2 separate regions of the Mus musculus genome follow, and region 2 is linked to region 1. Evidence: chromatin contacts called from public promoter capture Hi-C data. All regions are on one chromosome and are shown on one strand. Each heading gives the region's core, a stretch centred on a gene start, on an enhancer-like site or on the middle of the called end of the contact. The rest is flanking DNA. Distances are from core to core; before and after follow the strand shown.

What was found. Promoter capture Hi-C pulls out the DNA fragments that hold promoters and counts their contacts.
Region 2: a contact with region 1 is called in a promoter capture Hi-C map of embryonic stem cells, with 2.8 times the contacts expected there. The contact joins two enhancer-like sites. A contact is called at or near these places in 20 of 39 promoter capture datasets (the 3T3-L1 cell line, 3T3-L1-derived adipocytes, the C10 cell line and 13 more), 28 of 484 Hi-C or Micro-C datasets (Sertoli cells, astrocytes, cerebellum and 11 more) and 16 of 115 datasets of contacts at active chromatin or transcription factors (differentiating embryonic stem cells, embryonic basal ganglia, embryonic fibroblasts and 8 more).

The regions. Positions count from the first base shown.
Region 1 is chr19:55,555,164-55,557,740 of GRCm38.p6, reverse strand. All of the region lies in intron 7 of Vti1a (vesicle transport through interaction with t-SNAREs 1A), which reads right to left. Among named protein-coding and RNA genes, the nearest start is that of Gm41871, 140 kb to the left of the region's middle. Within about 2 kb of position 1,275, at least 150 of the 459 cell types and tissues checked have an H3K27ac peak or open chromatin away from gene starts, as enhancers often do. A contact at or near this core is called in differentiating embryonic stem cells, embryonic stem cells and trophoblast stem cells, where this site is marked.
Region 2 is chr19:55,728,303-55,730,879 of GRCm38.p6, reverse strand. No RefSeq gene overlaps it. Among named protein-coding and RNA genes, the nearest start is that of Tcf7l2, 12 kb to the left of the region's middle. Within about 2 kb of position 1,294, at least 14 of the 459 cell types and tissues checked have an H3K27ac peak or open chromatin away from gene starts, as enhancers often do. A contact at or near this core is called in differentiating embryonic stem cells, embryonic stem cells and trophoblast stem cells, where this site is marked.

The DNA.
Region 1 (2,577 bases), core at 26-2,525:
TGATCATTTCTTTCGCCTTACTCCACTCCTCCCAGGTCCTCCCAACCTTCTCATCCATGTGCTGTCATGTTCTGCTTCTTTCTCTCAGAAAGAAAAAAAAAAACTAACCCCCCAACCCCCCAAAAAACCCATAAAACAAGAAAAAAACAAACAGAAGACACAAGAAACTAATATGACAAAAATAAAATGACTAATTTTATATAGTTTTATGAATTTTAAATTAAAAACCGATAAAGGTGGGGCTGGTGAGATGGCTCAGTGGGTAAGAGCACCCGACTGCTCTTCCGAAGGTCCAGAGTTCAAATCCCAGCAACCACATGGTGGCTTACAACCATCCGTAACAAGATCTGACTCCCTCTTCTGGAATGTCTGAAGACAGCTACAGTGTACTTACATATAATCAATAAATAAATCTTTTAAAAGAAACAGATAAAGGCAAAATCAAATTAGAACAAAACAGAAAAAAAAAAAGCTCCCAATGATAACCTGCAGTGCTTTGTAGTTCAGGGTTATGGGGACTTAGAATCCCCCCTCAAACCCAAAGACACCAACAGCAAGACCCATAGAAAACAGGCTAGTGCCTCATGCTGGTGCCCATTCGGCTTGCTGTGGTGTGTCCCCGGTGGGCATGGATCTTTCTCCTCATTACTGCCCATCCTTTTCTTAGGGGTCAGCACTGGACAAGGTAACTTGGCCATAACCTTGTTTCCTGTAGGTACACCCTCCACCTTTGCTGACCTCCACCTTTGCTGACGGAGTAATGTGAGCAGTCCGTCTGTCATGCAGAGGGAGACACATGGGGGCGGGGGGGGGGGGAGGTGAACCAAAGGAGCATGCACAGAGAGGGCACAGGGTCAGGAAACAGTAAGCAAAACTTTCTGCCATTTGTATTGGTCATCAGCAACCCAGGGAGAATAAAGGGCTCCCTGATGCTCAGTGCGTCCTCAGGAAGATTAATTAACATGCGTAAAGGCCACACACAATGTGAAAGGCCCCGTAATGGATCTCCAAAAGCTGGAGTCCCTGGTTTCCAGAAGGGTCACGAAACACTGAGTGGAAAATATTCCCTAGAAGACAGGGCTGGATGACCCCGGCCACGAAGAACACAGCAAAGAGAGGGCTGGGCTTGTCTGGGGCTCTCTTCATTCTCCGGCTGCATCTGATCTGACAGACGTGGTGAGTAATTAGGCCCTTGTCCATTCAGACTCTGAATGCTTGCACTGCCCAGAGAATGGGGCAGGGATAATGAGAGGCACAGCCCCTGTGGGACTATTCAGGAGTGCTCAAATTTGCATGGTCACATGAACCCGAAGGAAGTGGATTATGCCGGCCTGGCCAGGAAGTGGAGACCGCCAAGGCTTTCTCATTTGCATAAATCGTAGGGCTGGCGAGCAGGAGGCTTAAGCTCCCTCAGAGGAGCCCAGCTGCAGAGACCTGCACATCTCTGTGGCTACAGCCTGCTCTGGGTGACTTCACTTGCTACGTCATGTCACGTCGTCTGGAGTTTTGACAATATGAGCCGTTACGTTTCTGGAAATGTGATTTTTTTTTTTTTTTTTTTTTTTTAGCAAGTGAGTGAGGAGGTTTCTGCAGTCCCTTAGTGAAGGGATTTCTTTAATCACTCTGGGAAAACAAGGTTCTTAGGTAAGGGGTAACGCCTTCCATTATGTCTGCTGCTGTTAACTTAAGTTCTAATTGTAACAAGGTGCTTAAGGGAGAATTGTTTGTGGCTTTAGAAATAGCTAATGCCTCTCCAAAAGGATTACTTTTATTTTAAGCTTCAAATGAAGGCTACCAATTAATTAGTCCATTTACATAAAAATGTCTTGGATCTGTTACCTGCAAAGATAAAGGGTGAAATCTACCCTCTAATTGGGGGGTGGGGAAAGCCATGTGCAGTAAACACATAGGAGTCCTGGGCCAAAAACAAGTGGAAATTATTAATTAAAAACAAATGTCAGAAATTCATTTCATCCTATGTGATATGGGTGATATCAATATGCTAATTGAATAACCTTCCCTTACGTGTTTCTGCTCCATGCTGTGCCACATAGCTTCCCCATCGGCACACAGTCAGGGGTAATGTATACCTGCAGTCTCAGCAACAGGCAGGCCAAGGCAGAAGGACCTCATGTTTGAGGCTAGCCTGTGCTAAAACAAATTAGGTTCTAGGCCCGGCTGGATCATATAGTGAGGCTCAGTTTGAAATGCACACAGCAACAAAAAGACACACAGAGCTTCAGGATGGCTCCAGAGGGACTGGAAGCCCCCTTAGTCCTCCAGCCCCCAACTCCTAGGGCTAGCCGCACAAGGCTTCCCACTGTCACAGGCCTCTGCCCATCATTCTCGGCCAAAGATCTACACTGGTTACTTTCCTCAGTACTGTGTGTGTCCTGCGTGAGTTCAACTCAGGCACAGTCACAACAAACTTCCAGAGACCTCGGGGTAACAAGGAAGCAGATATTTACCACTGAAAAAACTAAGTGTCTTAATCCCTTTAAAACACACAACTGAACAGGAAGCATATATTACCCAGAGTAATTACATGTGTTTTCTTGTCATTATGCATAAATTACT
Region 2 (2,577 bases), core at 45-2,544, 170 kb before region 1:
TATTTGAGTTTCATCTCTGGATCCACAGAAGGAGAGATCTGAAGGTGACTGTTAGCCTCTGGCCTCCACACTTGAGCCTGATGCACACCTATGCATGCACATAAACAAAACAAGGAAATGGAATGAAAATGGGTTACTTCTCCTATTGAGTCACAAGAGGTAATTTCTTGCTTAAAAGATGACGTTATGTGTGCCGAGCTGAAGGTATTGACTCTCCTGGACCTGGAGTTGCAGGCTGGTATGGCACTGGGAAACAAGCCCAGGTCATCTGCAAGAACATTAAGTGTTCTTAGCCTCTTAGCCGCCTCTCCAGCCCAAATACCTTTGTTTTTTTGAGACAGTGTCTCTCTATGTAGCCCTGGCTAACCCAGAACTTGCTATGCAGACCAAGATGGCCTTGGATTCACAGAGATCGACCTGCCTCTATCTCCTGAGTGCTGGGATTAAGAGTAAACACCACCATAGGAGGTAAGAATTCTTTTCATGGTCTAGACATGAAGATCATCTGTATGTATGGGAAATATTTCCTGTGTAGTTGCTTTCTTGCTCTCATAGAGGTACATGAATGGCATTTTGAAGACAGAAAACAAATCTTAACTTCCTTTGTGGCCGGTGTTTTTGTGAAATTGTTCCTGATGGCGAAGACATTCCTAGTGTGACCAACTAAAAAAACTGGCTGTTTGTCTCTCTCGTGTGCAGATTAAATGGATTAATTTTGTTGTCTTTTTATTAGTTTTTAAAATCAGACCCAATGTGATGCCGGGTCCTTTGTTAAGGCAACCTTGTTCAAACCAGAACCAGAATAAAGTTAGACAAGTCTCAGCGCATGCGCGCGGGGCGCGGGACGGCGGCCGAGAACACACCAGGACAGAGAAGACATGGGATGGAAAGAGGGCACAAGGAACAGTACATCCCACATCCAAGTCCAAAGTCCTGCTTCTGCTCTCACCTTCGTGTCCGTTCTAAAATCTGTTCCTCTCGTCACTGTTCTATGGAACCTCTGTCCACATCCGTTAACATCACAGTTACAGGGCAGCCTGCTCCCAGTCAGCCCGCCAAGGAATTCGGAAGCACATTCACACACACTGAGGCTGAGAGCGTGGACTGGGCACAGCCAAGCCCTTGGAGCTTGCAGTCCCTCTTCCCCCTGAGATCTGCCCACATTTCCACAAGGCCCGCACTGACACGACACCTATTTGGCTTTAGAGCAAGTTCTGCCTCAGAGTGGCCTAAGGCCTGAGACCGGTGCTTGCCCTCCAGCATCCAGGAGAAACAACTTTACTCCTGTGGGTAGCTCCTCCCCCAGGAAGTTGACATCGGAATCCTTGTGAGCTGCACAGCTTTGACCAGGGAGAGCTACTCTCAGGCCCATTGCAACTTCCGCAAGACATGGATCCAAGAAAACCTTGGGGTGGGGGTCTAAGGAGTTCAGCAATCGCCTCACGTTGCTCAACTTTATACCACGGGGTGAGGTGCCCACTTGTGCACTTGGCCTAGAGACCCCTTGGAAGCTTTTCGTGACATCTACAGGCGGCTAGGAGCAGAGGACCTTGGGCTCAGAAAAGCAGATGAGGTGCATTGCACCCAAGCCCTCCCAGGGCCCCTGTTTGTGCTTCGGTCCATAACACTGCAGGCCAGAAGGGGAAGCAGGCATCCTCCCTTCGGAAGAAACAGCCTTTCACAGTGAATTGAGTAGCTATTTACCCCAGGCTGTTCCCAGGTGCTTTCCAAAATTCCTTTCCTTTCCTTTCTGTATCGCTGGGGATCAACCCCAGGGCTTTGCATGCCGGCTAATTATTCTCCCAGTACATTCATATTCAACCAAGTATAAGCCACCCCCCCACCTCTCTCTCTCTCTCTCTCTCTCTCTCTCACACACACACACACACACACACACACACACACACACACACACACACGGCTTGATAGGTAGCTGACATACATGGCTCGAAGATATTTTCTCCTATCGTGTGACTTATCCTTTTATTGTGTTATTTTTTAACAATATTTATCTTTATTTGGCGAGTTTATTGCTCAATCGTTTGTTTCTGCTGTAATGGAGTCATTTCCACACACTAGGCAAGCAAGCACCCACCACAGACTAGAAACCTAGCCTTTCTCTCTTTTAAAAAATTTTTTCTTTCTTTCTTCCTTCCTTCCTTTCTTTCTTTCTTTCTTTCTTTCTTCCTTCCTTCCTTCCTTCCTTTCTTTCTTTCTTTCTTTCTTTCTTTCTTTCTTTCTTTCTTTCCTTCTTTCTTCCTTCCTTCCTTCCTTCCTTCTTTCTTTCTTTCTTTCTTCCTTTCTTCCTTTCTTCCTTTCTTCCTTTCTTCCTTTCTTCCTTTCTTTCTTTCTTTTCCTGGTCTTGAACTCACAGAGATCTGTCTGCCTCTGCCTCCCAAGTGCTAGGATTAAAGGTGTGCACTCCCACTGCCTGACTGTGAACCTTGTTTTAATAGTAGTCCTGTTGTTGTTTGTGGTTTTATTTATTTTCCTTAGTGAAGCAGTGTCTCACTAGGCTGCCTTAGAACTTGTTGTATGGTCCAAGCTATTCTCAAACTCGGGCTCTTTCTGCCTCTA